Regions from separate parts of the Mus musculus genome. Here region 1 is linked to region 2. A link is a contact called in public HiChIP or PLAC-seq data. All regions are on one chromosome and are shown on one strand. The core of a region is the stretch at or near the end of the contact, and the rest is flanking DNA. Distances in the headings are between cores, read along the strand shown. Region 1 has its middle 15 kb from the start of Gm33197. Region 2 holds the start of Cxcl14 (chemokine (C-X-C motif) ligand 14).

Region 1 (6,336 bases), core at 3,716-6,215, 960 kb before region 2:
GTGCCAGCGAGTTCAAGGCTGTTCTCCACTTCCTCTTTCCCCAGGCTCAGTGCACTAGGATTTATGTTGAGGCCTTTGATCCATTTGGAGTTGAGTTTTGGGCAAGGTGATAAGTACGGATCTATTTGGATTCAGCTACATACAGCTGTCAAGTTTGACCAGCACCGTTTGTTAAAGATGCTGTCTTTTCCCCACTGTGTATTTCTGGCTTTTTAAAAAAAAATATAAAAACTCAAATGTTCACAAGTGTGTAGATTTATGTCTGTGTCTTCAGTTTAATTCCATTGATTGACATGTCTGTTTTTGTGCTACCACTGTGTTATTTTTATTATGCTATTTCTGTAGTACAATCTGAGGCCAGAGATGTTGGTACATACAGTGGTTCTTTTATTATTCAGGATTGCTTTAGCTACCAAAAATCTTTATCTCAGGGCTGGAGAGTTGGCGCAGTGGTGAAGAACACAGGCTGCCCTTGTAAAGGCACCAGACTTGGTTTCCAACACACACACACACACACACACACACACACACACACACACACACACACACACAGAGTAACTTACTGCTGTCCATAACTCCAGTGACAGAGGGCCCTGTTGAGATTGGTTCTAATGCTTTGTCTTATTTCGGCTCCCCCCACCCAAACTCCCCCCCTCCCCGCCAAAGTGCTTCCAGACCTGAGGGACCTGCCCTCAGCTGGCTTTGATTGATAATAAAGAATTGCTATACAGCCAATGGAAGTGGAACTTTCAGATTGTGTGGGCGAGGGGTCAGATGAGAGAGGAGAGACAGAGAATCACCATGACTGGGAAGGAGAAAGATGAAACTTTAAGGGGCTGCTGGCATATGAGAATCCAACAAAGTAGCCCTAAAGGCCACTTCCCCAGTTGGGTCTGGGGTAGCAGAGATGAAATATAGATTTTAAAAGGTTATTAACTCAATAATACCAGAGGAGGTGTTCATTAACTGGGGAGGACTAGAAATGTCCAACTATTGAGCTATTAAAGGCATATCAAAATTAGCTTGTGTGTGTGTGTGTGTGTGTGTGTGTGTGTGTGTGTGTGTGTGTGTGTGTGTTTCACTAGCAAATCCAGAGGGCTCTGGCAGGTAGCTGGAAGAGCGACCTCCCAGGAGCCAAAGCAGTCTAATTCACCACTGCAGGGTCCAAAGCCCTCTACTGGCCTCTGGGACACTGTACACACATATTACATTTACGCACACAGGCAAACACTCAAACACATATTTTTTAAATATTAAAAAAACCCTTTAATCACAGATACTATTCCTGAAGATTGATTGGTTGACATCTTATAAATGGTGGCAAAGCATCTTGGGCTAATGTGTGTGCATGGTTTAGGAGACAGAATCCAAATAAAATACAGCACAGAAATAAAACAAACTAAGAAGAAATGAAAACTGGATTGTCTCAAGGATCTGTGAGCAAAATCCCAGAGCCGTCGGGTGATCTCTGTTCCTTATTTATTTGGTTCTGAGTCCAAACGGGTGGATTCTCCCAGAGCAGGCAGAACCATCGCGGAGGCTAGAGCCATGGTGAGTGGCCACTGGTTGACTTCTAACAGCTCTGCCTTCTTAGTGTTTATTCAGGATCAGGGAACTAAACTCCCCTAGGAACCCATCCTTAGTCATCTGCTTCAGTCTGTACCTGAGCTGTAGAGGCCTCCTGCCATTTTTCAGCCCCTGTCTGAGTTAGCAGTTGCTACCCTCTATGCACTTGCAGAGTGCTTCTCTTTGTTCTGATACATCTGTCACACCCGGCCACACAAAGGGGCATTTTCAAGGATCTGTAGGAATAAGGAAATCCGAACACACACACACACACACAGACACACAATACTACAGAGAGTCAGAGGAAGAGAATGTTCTAGAAGCACCTTAAAGAGCCGTGGCTATTTATAGATCTCAAAAATAAATGGCTTCCTTTGATTGGAAGAGGTACTTCTGAAGGAGCTCCTTCAGAAAACAGGACGAGAACATGATGAAGTGGCCCCTCAGACAATCTGCCTGCTGCAAAGGTTTCTCCTTAGTAAAGATATCAGGATTAGCATACCATCACGTGTACCAGACATTAAAAGCTACTCAAAGAGGCAGAGGGAAGAGCCTTGATAAAGTTGTTTTGTTTTGTGACTAGGGAAATAAAAAACAACAACAAGAAACTGTGAGAGGAAATCTTTGGTTTGATTATAAGAAAAAGAACTGGAGTTTCTTCTGCAAACATAAAGAGATTGGATAGAGTATCGCATGGCCATAGCCTGCTATCGGCACCTAGCATCTTGTAGGGAGGTGGGGCCAGGAGTAATGCACACACAGAAGCACTTGGATGGTGGGGAGCAGAAGATCGTTCACTCACTGAGCCCCGACTGTGCTACCCCTCAGATCTCTGACCACCTGCTGTGGTTGTTAAGACTCCAGGGGTCTTGGGAGAGATTCATATAACTGTTCTCTTTCAGAAATGAGAAAAACCAAGGTTCAAAGACAAAGAAGGGAAATGACTAAGAAGACACCACAGTGGTCCCACCATTGGCTGCCCTTCCCCACGACCACGCCTAACCTCGATGGGACTGACACATCTTCAAGGTGCCTTTGCAAGGCTACATTTAGACCAGTTCTCATGCTAACCCAAAGAAGACTCAAGTACTACACCCCGAGGCTGTGGGATTCACACCATGAGCACAAGTAAGTGTAGAAATTCGGGTTTTCACACCACTGTTTTATCCATGGGTCCTTTTCTGCCATTAGCTTGGGCCGTTGCCCTTGTCAGCTAAGCCACCGCGGCATAGGTTAGTAAGTTCCTAGTAGAAGACCCTGTCTTCCTGTGTGGCTCCTCTGCTCTGCGTCAGCCCTGGCTGTGCCTGGGCTCCTGCTGGGAAGACAACCCAAGCGTAGACACAGTGTACCCATGGGGCACTGCCCACCCGCCCAAGGTGCCGCTACATGATGCCACACTTTGGTTTTTTTATTGATGGAGCAATCAAAGGTCAAGGGGGTACGTGATTCATGGCACTCTGCCCAAAGCCTTGCTGGAAGCCCACTGTTTAGCAGTCCTGTAGGCCTATATAGCTAACAACTGCTATTAGATAGGAGTTGTGAATCTTCAGTAAGTCACAAGGCAATATTCACAAGGCAATACTCCAAAGAGCCACGCCTGCAGCCCCAGACTTTCTTTTCAGACATAATGTTTTCCTTTTTAATTATGTGTATGCTTGTGTGTGCATGTGTGTATGATGTGTGTACTTGGGCACTTGGGTGTGATTCCTGCAGAGCCCAGGAGCTATGTCAGATCCTCTGGAGCAGGACGTACAAGTGGCTGTGAATGGATCCAGGTGCATGCTGGGAACCAAACTCCAGTGCTTTCTCCATGAGCAATCTGCACGCTTAACCACAGAATCGTCTCTCCAGTCCTCATCAACAGATTCTAAGTCATGTGCTTGCAGAATGCAAAGAGCAAATTAAAACAAACATGCATAAAAGTAAAAGTATAGAACCAACTCTACAGTTTACACACGGGGTCCTTCCAGAGCAAAGCAAAGCCATGACTTATACCCAGTATGTAGCAGCTAGGGCCAGGGAGAAGTGAGACTTCTCTGCCTCTATCCGCACAGCTGTCTTAGGTGTCAAGTCTACTGCCATACTTTGGGTATGTTGTAAACATTGTTCTGTTTTGTCAAGGATTAGTGTTGTGCTGGAGAGATGGCTCAGTGGTTAAAAGCACTTCCAGAGACTGCTCTTCCAGAGGTCCTGAGTTCAGTTCCCAGCAACCACATGGTGGCTCACAACCATCTGTAATAGGATCCAATGCCCTCTTCTGGTATGTCTGAAGAGAGCAACTGTATACTCACATACATAAAATAAATTTTTAAAAAGCCGGGCGTGGTGGCACACGCCTTTAATCCCAGCCCTGAGAGGCAGAGTCAGGCGGATTTCTGAGTTCGAGGCCAGCATAGTCTACAGAGTGAGTTCCAGGACAGCCAGGGCTACACAGAGAAACCCTGTCTCAAAAAAAAAAAAAAATACCAACCAAACAAACAAACAAAAAAAAACAACCCCCCCCCAAAACAAACAAACAAACCAACAAAAAAGATTGGTGTTGTTACTCTCTTACGGTGCCTAATGTATAAACTATTGAGAGACCAGGAATTAGATAGAAACCCTGGTAGGTAGACAGATAGGGAGAGTAGCCATTGCTAAGTAATAAAGGTGACTTACTAAGATGACCACCTCTTCCTTCCTCACCCTCTTGACTTGAGACAAAAGCCTGGCAGCTTAAAACAAAGGTCTTGTAGAAAGGTTTTGCCCCCCCCCCAAGCAGCCCCCCCATCCATGGTGAACTGGATTGACGAGATCAAGGACAGGTTACACAGCAACTGCAGACCACCCAGTCAATCACCCCTCCTTCTAGGCAGCCGACTTAAGTTAGGGGAGAACCAGAGACTTTAAAACCCCCAGTGGATTTCCAGCTTTCCGAGTCCCCTCTGCTTTGCAAAGGATCTTTTTCTCTGCTTGTCTGCTGTACATGTGTGTTTCATCTCTCTCACACAGCCCTCCCACGCCCCCCCTCCCCCCATGCCTCTTCAGCTGCTGATCTGCCTGTCCCTGTCTGAGGTGTCTGAGATCTCGCCACTGCTACCTGAGCTGCCTGAGATTGTTCTGCCTTTTGATTCCTTAACTGGTTGGTAGGGAAAACAAACTTAATCAAGAGCCCTAGACTGTATCATTGCCAGAGTAATGTGTGTATCAGGGAAAAGCACAGGATACGAGGGTATATAGTCCTATCGAAGTTCCAGACATTTGCTGGGGTGGGGGTGGGGGGCGATGTGTTCTTTGTGCATAAACCATCGTGGACTCTCCCTGATGCAACACTGTAGCCATCCATCTGAGTGTCTGTCACTCAAGGGGAAAGGGAAGCATCAAATCCACAGGCAATGAACCCAGTTGGCCGCCAGAGGGCAGTAAAGGACCAAACTGGAACTGAGGCTAGGCAGGAAATTCACATCAGCCAGGGTAGATGACCCAGGATAAAGCTATTCTCCAGGTTCCCAAGGCTGAGCAAGCAGGAAAAGATGCTACCCAGAGTCAAGCTTTCTAAAGTCTCCACGCTTGTGGATATGCCTCTAATCACCTCAGAGAGGCCTGGAAAGTTCCACTGCTGCTAATGAAGGAAAAGCCTTTTCTATACGCATACAATCCTGCACACATCCTAGCTAGAATAATAGAAAAGGAATCCCATGCCACATGGTTTAGGGTGGTGGGAGTTTAAGAAAAACGTCCCACAGCCAAGGAATCCATTGGTCTAATCAAGCTTGGCTCCACAAGCATCTAATCGCCCCCACAGCTCCAAGGAAGCCTGACAGACAGGCCTGTCCCATGATGCCCCGCCCCCCTCCTAGCATCTTCAGGTTCTGGTCCATCCCTGCTCTGAGCTGACAGCTGTCTGCCTCCCTTGGTGATAAAGGGAGCTGCGGCTTTCTTCTTGGAGGGACTGAGGAGTTTCGGGAGACTCACCAGAAAGTCACGAGGCCTCTCACTGACCTTATGTAAACAGTTAACAAAGGCTGGGCGTGGGGTGGGTGCGGTGGGATCTCCTGCAAGGTGCATCAGAGATGCCAATGATGTAGCTTTCCAGAATTGCTACCCATACTCCTCTGGGGTTTCCAGTGAGGCATCTGCCTATCACCCATGCTTCTGTGAGTAACCCAAGCAAGCTGGCCCACAAATCTAGACTGGGGTGCAATGGTTCACTGCTCTGGTCCGGCTTCATCCGTGCTTTATCTGGGGTGAAGAGGACCTTTGTTCCCAACAACACTAGGCCTGAGGTTTCCAGTTCTCCTGTCTTTTTAAATAAGAGTAGACTGCACTGATTACAAAGTAGCAAGAATATTCTAATCACAGAAAAACAACAGTACAGATTAGGGGGATACAGTGTTACGATCTACAGAAACCAGGAGACTGACTACACTTGAGGGCCCAGGATATTGATTGGAGCTGTTTCAAATGGGGACTGAGGAAAGGAGAGCTCATTGCTAAAGTTATCATTTAAAGTTAAGATTTGGGTGGGGGGTTTTTTTTTTGATTGACAGGTTATATAACCATTTTTTCACTCTACATGTCTCTTCCCATAATGCATCTATTTTATATGCATGATCAATTATTCAGAAGCATAAGATGATAAGTAGGGAACCCTTTCTAGAAGTTTGAAGGCACAGTTTGCCTTATATAGACCCCAAACCAGTTCAATTTGTTTGTCCTTTTCACTCTTGTACCTGGTATTATCTGAGTACAAATGAACAGACTCATCTGTTTGGTGGTTGGTAAGGGGAA
Region 2 (6,367 bases), core at 1,072-3,571:
CAGCGAGTGTAAAAAGAAAAAGGTAACCAAATTCTCAGGTGTAGTTTCCTCCCTGTGATGGCTATTCTCCGTTGTCAACTTGACTACATCTGGAATTAATTAAAAACCCAAACAGCTAGGAATAGCTGTGAGTGATTTTTTAGTTAATTGGATCATTTGCGGTAGGAAGACACATCTTAAATCCAGATCATTTGGGGTCAGAAGACCCGGCCTAAATCTGGGCCACGCCCTCTCATGGCAGCCTACATAAAAGACATGGAAGAAAGGCGCTTTTGCCTTCGGCCTGCTTTTCTCACGGCCAAGTTATAACCTGCTGCTGAGGCAGGTATTAGAGCCTTCTTTGGGATTCTGATGAGTACTAAAGATTAGCTGAGACATCCAGCCTCACAGACTGAACAGCGATTGGCTTCTCGGGCTTTCCATTGGGAGACAGCCATTGTTAGACTTTCTTCCTCGCTGTGCTGGAAGTACCATTATCATCCCCTCTCACAGAAGAGGACGACTAAGGCATAAGAGTCATTTGCTCAAAGTCACATGCAGATCAACTGATGTCAGACACAGACTTCTTGGTTTTGAATAACATCATTTTTTTAAAGAGACATGAAGAATGCTACAACAGGCAGATCATCACACCAGACGTACAGGGGCTCTTAGCTGTGCGCATGCATTCAAGCTCCAAAGGTGGTGCTGTTTTCATCTTGGTGCAGACCTCTGAGTGGATAAAACTGCCAGTTTTCTTATATTTCTGAAATAAACCCATGCTGCTATACATGAAACAATTTTTAATCTTTTTAAAAATATATGTACTTTTATTGTGTATAAATTGGTGTTCTGCCTGCAGGTATGTCTGTGTGAGGGTGTCAGATCCCCAGGAACTGGAATTACAGACAATTGTCGGGGCTGGGAATTAAACCTGGGTCTAGCCCAAATTTTAATCTTTTAGTGTAATAAATGGCAAAAATTATCTTGCATTCCCTCTGCTGAGCCCAGTGTCCCAATGCCATTGTGACTTTAAGGACAGGTGAAATGGCGGGTGTGGGTTCTGCTTGCTCTTTAAGCACAGCTTCCCCTAGAGGCACACAGAAGAGAAGAAAAGAGAAAGTACAGATTCTGCAGTTAGCCAACTACCACTCCCCCACCCACCCAGAAGCCCCTCTGGGTACTCGCACCCCTAGGAGCTTCCAGGCTAACAACACAGCAAGGTGCAAACCATAGTCTGGGAGCCAAGGCTAGCCCTCTGTGAGCCTAAGATACCTGGACCCTGTCACTGGGTCAAAGCAGCACTTCACCAGAATGCAGGGGCTTGAAGACAGTAGAGTGGTCCTACTCTGCAGTCACATATCCATAGGCCCTCCTGGCTTAGTCACCTGCTTCCTGGTTCTAAAACCTTGGGTGAGATGTTTCTTCCTCACTGTGCCTGTTTCTGCCCTGGCGAATGAACAACTTAAAAGTACCAATTTGAGGGAAGTTGCCCCAGTCAAAGTGACGAATAAAATATATACACAAAATGATGCCCCTAAGTACCATCGTCTGAGCATGGTGTCCTGCATCCTGACAACTGCTCTGTATGATCGTATGTCCTTCTCACAGGTGCCTTGGATGGGCACTATGACAACCCACAGGTTTACAGAGAGTAAACGGAAGCCGTTTAATGGAGAGCCGTGTGCTGGCGAATAGAGGGGTAGGGTGGAATTACATCCACCACCGTCTGGTGCAATGTTCACAAGGTGGGGCGGCCTCCCTCCTGTTACCATGGTCATAGCTGCCTACTGAGCTCTACCTGGCCCTACAGATTCTTATGAATGTATATGACAAGTACCCCGGTTTCTTCACAGCCCCTAGATAGTCACACATGAACATCATACTATAGACCCCTCCTAGGAGTTGCTTAGCCCTCACCACTTGTCACCCCCCAGTCTGCGAAGCAGTGACTTGATCAAAGACTTAACCTGTGATGAGCCCCTAATCCCACCTGGCCTTGAGCTTGGACCACGAGCCCAGCAAGCACAATAGAGCCCAACACCGCAGGGGGCGGGCCTGCTGGCATTCTCACTTGGCACCTGCTTGAAAACTCTAGGATTTGAGCCAAGCCTGGGTCTCTCGGTGGCTTCGGACAGTAAACCTGTGTGTTCTGAGAAGTGTCCACAGGAAACAGAAAAGCAGCACCCTTCAGCAGGCCGTGCTCCCGCCTGACCTTCTTCCAAGGCACTGAGGTATGGGTGTGCAAGCGTAAAGGCGGGCGTGCTGTGGAGCGAGAGGGTAGCGGATGTGAGTGTGTCCGTGTGTGCGCGCGTGGCTCCGAGTGTGCGCCGCTGGGATCGCGATGGGTCCGGGGCGGGCGGCAGGGCGGTCTGGGAGATCTCCTCCCCCCACCACATTGAGAAATCTCAGTGAGTCACCGAGTGGTTCTGCATATTAATGAGCTCGCTCTCCGAGAGGGCAGGAGCGAATTTAAAAGAGGCCAGGGTGGGCGGAGGGAAGCTGTGGGGAGATCGCAGCACCCAGCGCCAAGCGCAGCGCGGCACCGCGACAGACGGCAGGAGCACCCATCGACGGGCGTAGCTGGAGCGAGCCGAGCAGAGCAGAGAGAGGCGTGCTTGAAACCGAGAACCAAGCCGGGCGGCATCCCCCGGCCGCCGCACGCACAGGCCGGCGCCCTCCTTGCCTCCCTGCTCCCCACCGCGCCCCTCCGGCCAGCATGAGGCTCCTGGCGGCCGCGCTGCTCCTGCTGCTCCTGGCGCTGTGCGCCTCGCGCGTGGACGGTGAGTGCCGCGAGGGCCCTCTGTCGCGGTCCTGCCCCGTCCTAGGGACCCCAAGCACCACCTAGGCATCCTGGAACCCGGGGCGGGGGGTGGGGGGGTGGATCCCGGGCGGACACCTTGGGCGGTCGCGGAGACCTGTACGGCGGCGACTCAGCAGCCCGGCCGCGCTCTTCCGCAGGGTCCAAGTGTAAGTGTTCCCGGAAGGGGCCCAAGATCCGCTACAGCGACGTGAAGAAGCTGGAAATGAAGCCAAAGTACCCACACTGCGAGGAGAAGATGGTTATGTGAGTTCTGGGGTAGCATATCCTGTGGAGGAGCCCAACCTAGGGTTAGATCGGACTGATAACAGCCTTTCTCTCTGCCTTTGACAAGACCGACTGGCAAGTCCTGGGGACATTGCCTGAGAGTCTGCGGAAAGGGGATGAGGGTGTCTTTGGCCGGTCCCTCTGAGCCTGTCCTTGTTAGGATTCAAAGTGGCAGGCGAGGTTTATTGTAGGCTAGTTAGTGGTTCTGGTGCGCCCGCTTAGAACATCCATCTTCACCAGATCCACTCGGGACACGCACCCGGCCTGTTGGGCCGGCTGGGCTGCCTTCCTCTTACTGAAGAGAGAAGTTAACTTTTCCTTTCAGCGCCCCACGGGTGGACACTTTGGGGCTCCCAGGGCTTTCAATGTGAGAATGCTCCTGTCTCTTCTGCCTTGTGGGTCCGTGCATCTGAACAATGTTGGAGAAAGGGCTCTGCTGGGGTTAATGTGCCATGCCACCACCGCAGCCTGCTTAGTGGGGATGCCGGCAAAGTCTTAAAAACTGGGGCAGAGAGAGAACACTGAGTTTCCTTGCGCCTCAGCCTTCCCAATTAACTACTTGAAGCCAGCGCTGCCGTTTTCCCATCAATACACTCTTGGCCAGGAAGGCAGCCCTTGGCAAAACAGCTCCCAAATATTTGCCATGGACCATTGGCCCCTCTTCCCCTCCCCCAGAAACAGGACACACTTTATTCTCGGTCTGGGCAAGTGCCTTCCACCGGCTGCCCTTGCTTGCCCAAAGGCCTTCACGCAGCGTCTGTGAAGGAAGGGCACACCCCCCACCCGGCACCTCACCACCTCCATCCGCTGAAGCTCAGGGAACTCAGAGAGCCACAGGGCCTGAGCTGACCCGAGTCATGAGCTTCACAATTAACATCCTTTCCCCTGCCCTTGTCAGAGAAGGGAAAACTACCCTTTTCCGTGTGGGCTGGCTCAGGGTTAAAATGCTCCCAGCAAGAGTCACAAGAACAATAGAATTTCTAGTTAGGGGGTCCAAAATGTCAGAAAAGATTGCAAATTGTTTTTGAGAGACCTTGCGGGAGAAAAAAAATAGCATCAGCAACTCAAAAAGAAGAGGATCGTCCCCAGGCAGGCTTTCCTTGACTAAACTTCTCTGTGTAGAGAGGGGAAATTCCAGGCAAAGAAGGCTTCCTGTAGCCTTGGGGAACCTTCCAGGGGCCACCTGAGACCACCTTCCTTAGGCCTCCCTTCCCACCCTATCTTTTAACAGACCAGAGGTTCCTCTTCCCATCTATCAGACAAGGGACCCTTACTTTTTGCCAAAATAGGTTTTCAGCCACAAAGGCTGAAGGCAAGATTTCCAGTTCACTCTGAGGCATCCAGAGATCTCTGCTGGGGGCAGGGGGAATCAGTGTGTGTTTTGAGTACAAGTCCTTGCAATCAGGGCATGGGAAAGCCCAGATTCCTTTTTTAAAATGTGTGTGTGTGTGTGTGTGTGTGTGTGTGTGTGCGCGCGCGCGCGAGCGTGTGTACACGCACACTTATAATTGGGGAGGGAGTAGGCATGCCATGACCCATGTGTGATCAGAGGACAACTTGCAGAAGGTGGCCCAGGAATCAAACACAGCTCCAAGCTTGGTGGCAAGGACGCTTACCTACTGAGCCATCTTGCCAGCTCAAGTCCAGGTTATTGAAGGACAATATATAGCATATGTCCATGGAGTTATGATCCAAACCACTGGTACCCCAGAACTGCTGCAGAGTGAGACCCAGAATTTCTAGTAGTGGTTAGGTCTTGGATCCCAGATTCTGCACCCTGCCTCTGATTTGCATAACCCTAGTATTCGGAGAAAGCTCTGGGCACCTCTGGGGGAGGGGGGAGGCAGAGGACGGAGCCCTTTTGTATGCCTTCAGAAGTAGGATGTTCAGGCTACACTCTGGCCTATGAAGAAAGGGGTTGGGGGTGGTTAATGTTTGTTTATTTTTACTGGAGTTTGCCATCCGGGGCAACAGCAGCATTATGGGTTTGGAAGACATATAGGTGGTAATTCCTGTGGGATGGTAGAAGTAGGAGGGCCCCATGCTCAGAGCCTGCAAGGATCCACCTGTCTCCAGGGAAACAAGATCCAATTACGAGGTCTTATCAGATGTCCATCGCTGGTCTGAGAGGAAGAACAAGCTCTTGACACAGCTTTCTGTCCCCATTCTGCTTGCGAGATTTTGTCTGCTGTTCCTACAGCTTGGAAGTGTGCGTTCACAGCAAGCGTGCCCCTCCTAGAATTTGCCCTTTTTACCCTGACTCTTCTTCACCAGGTGGGGAGCAGACCTCCCACTCTCTCGACTCTCATCTCCAACTATCCTTGCATGACCCATCAGGAAGTCACATTCTGATTTGTTCCAAGACCCTAATTCTTCACCATTATCCACCTCTGTCTTCCTAGAAGCTTCCTGTATCTCCCTGGTCAGCCTGGCTGAGAGACGTACCTCAGACCATCCAGGACTGAACTCACACATGAAGTTCATCTTGCCTCTGGCTGCCTCATCTCTCATGACTAGTTAGTAATTGATAGCTAAGTCCCTGGACACCTACCAAGGGCTAAGTACTCAGCATAGGAGACACCTTTAGCTCCCTCAGTAGCCTGGCGACACAGATCCTTTTATTGTACCTATTTTACACAGAGCAGACAGAGTCAGACAGGTCACAAGGATTCAAACTCGGCCGCTTGCACTCAACACCGCTCCTGCTTTTCCCCTGCACAGTTAGGCTTTCCCTTCACGGAGTGTTGGAGCTTTGGCTGAGAGAGACCCAGAGAAGAAATGTCATATTTTTCTGCCCCCAAATAAGATAATTGCAACCTCACACTCAAGCCAGTAAGAATCAGGAAATCCTTAGCCCAGGGACAAGCTGTAGAGGGTGCAGGTGCTGGGGACAACGGTCAGAGACTATGGTGTCTGTAGGACGCGTCTCAGCCCTCTGTGCAACTTGGCATGGGTGCCTTCTAGCAGTAGCTCTGTCTACCTCTGGACCACTGGAAGCACCCGCTGATCATTGCTCCCCAAGAGAGGCTGTCCTGGGGACAGTTGGGTGCAAGGGGGGAGCACTTACTCCCTATATAACCCCGTCATGAAGACTGAGACATAAAACATTACAAAAGGCTTGCTAGGGATTGGACACTGGCAGCAGGGAGGGACCAGACGGCCCAGTGCTCTGATCCTGTAGACAGTTATTCAGCTATCTCAACCCTATGCCCCATTCTGCTCTGTTTCAGCGTCACCACCAAGAGCATGTCCAGGTACCGGGGCCAGGAGCACTGCCTGCACCCTAAGCTGCAGAGCACC

Evidence for each region. HiChIP or PLAC-seq counts read pairs in DNA pulled down with a chosen protein or histone mark.
Region 1: an H3K4me3 HiChIP or PLAC-seq map of embryonic forebrain shows a contact between it and region 2, with 5 times the contacts expected there. The contact joins the enhancer-like site here to the promoter of Cxcl14 in region 2. A contact is called at or near these places in 10 of 484 Hi-C or Micro-C datasets (the N1E-115 cell line, adipose-derived mesenchymal stem cells, cranial neural crest and 5 more), 7 of 115 datasets of contacts at active chromatin or transcription factors (astrocytes, embryonic forebrain, embryonic hindbrain and 4 more) and 1 of 9 other capture datasets (embryonic stem cells).

The regions. Positions count from the first base shown.
Region 1 is chr13:57,258,735-57,265,070 of GRCm38.p6, reverse strand. No RefSeq gene overlaps it. Among named protein-coding and RNA genes, the nearest start is that of Gm33197, 15 kb to the right of the region's middle. Within about 2 kb of position 4,965, at least 10 of the 459 cell types and tissues checked have an H3K27ac peak or open chromatin away from gene starts, as enhancers often do.
Region 2 is chr13:56,292,505-56,298,871 of GRCm38.p6, reverse strand. Cxcl14 (chemokine (C-X-C motif) ligand 14) reads left to right here and starts at 2,321. Exons shown (of 4, transcript NM_019568.2): 1 at 2,321-2,762; 2 at 2,941-3,046; 3 at 6,298-6,367. The coding sequence starts at 2,699.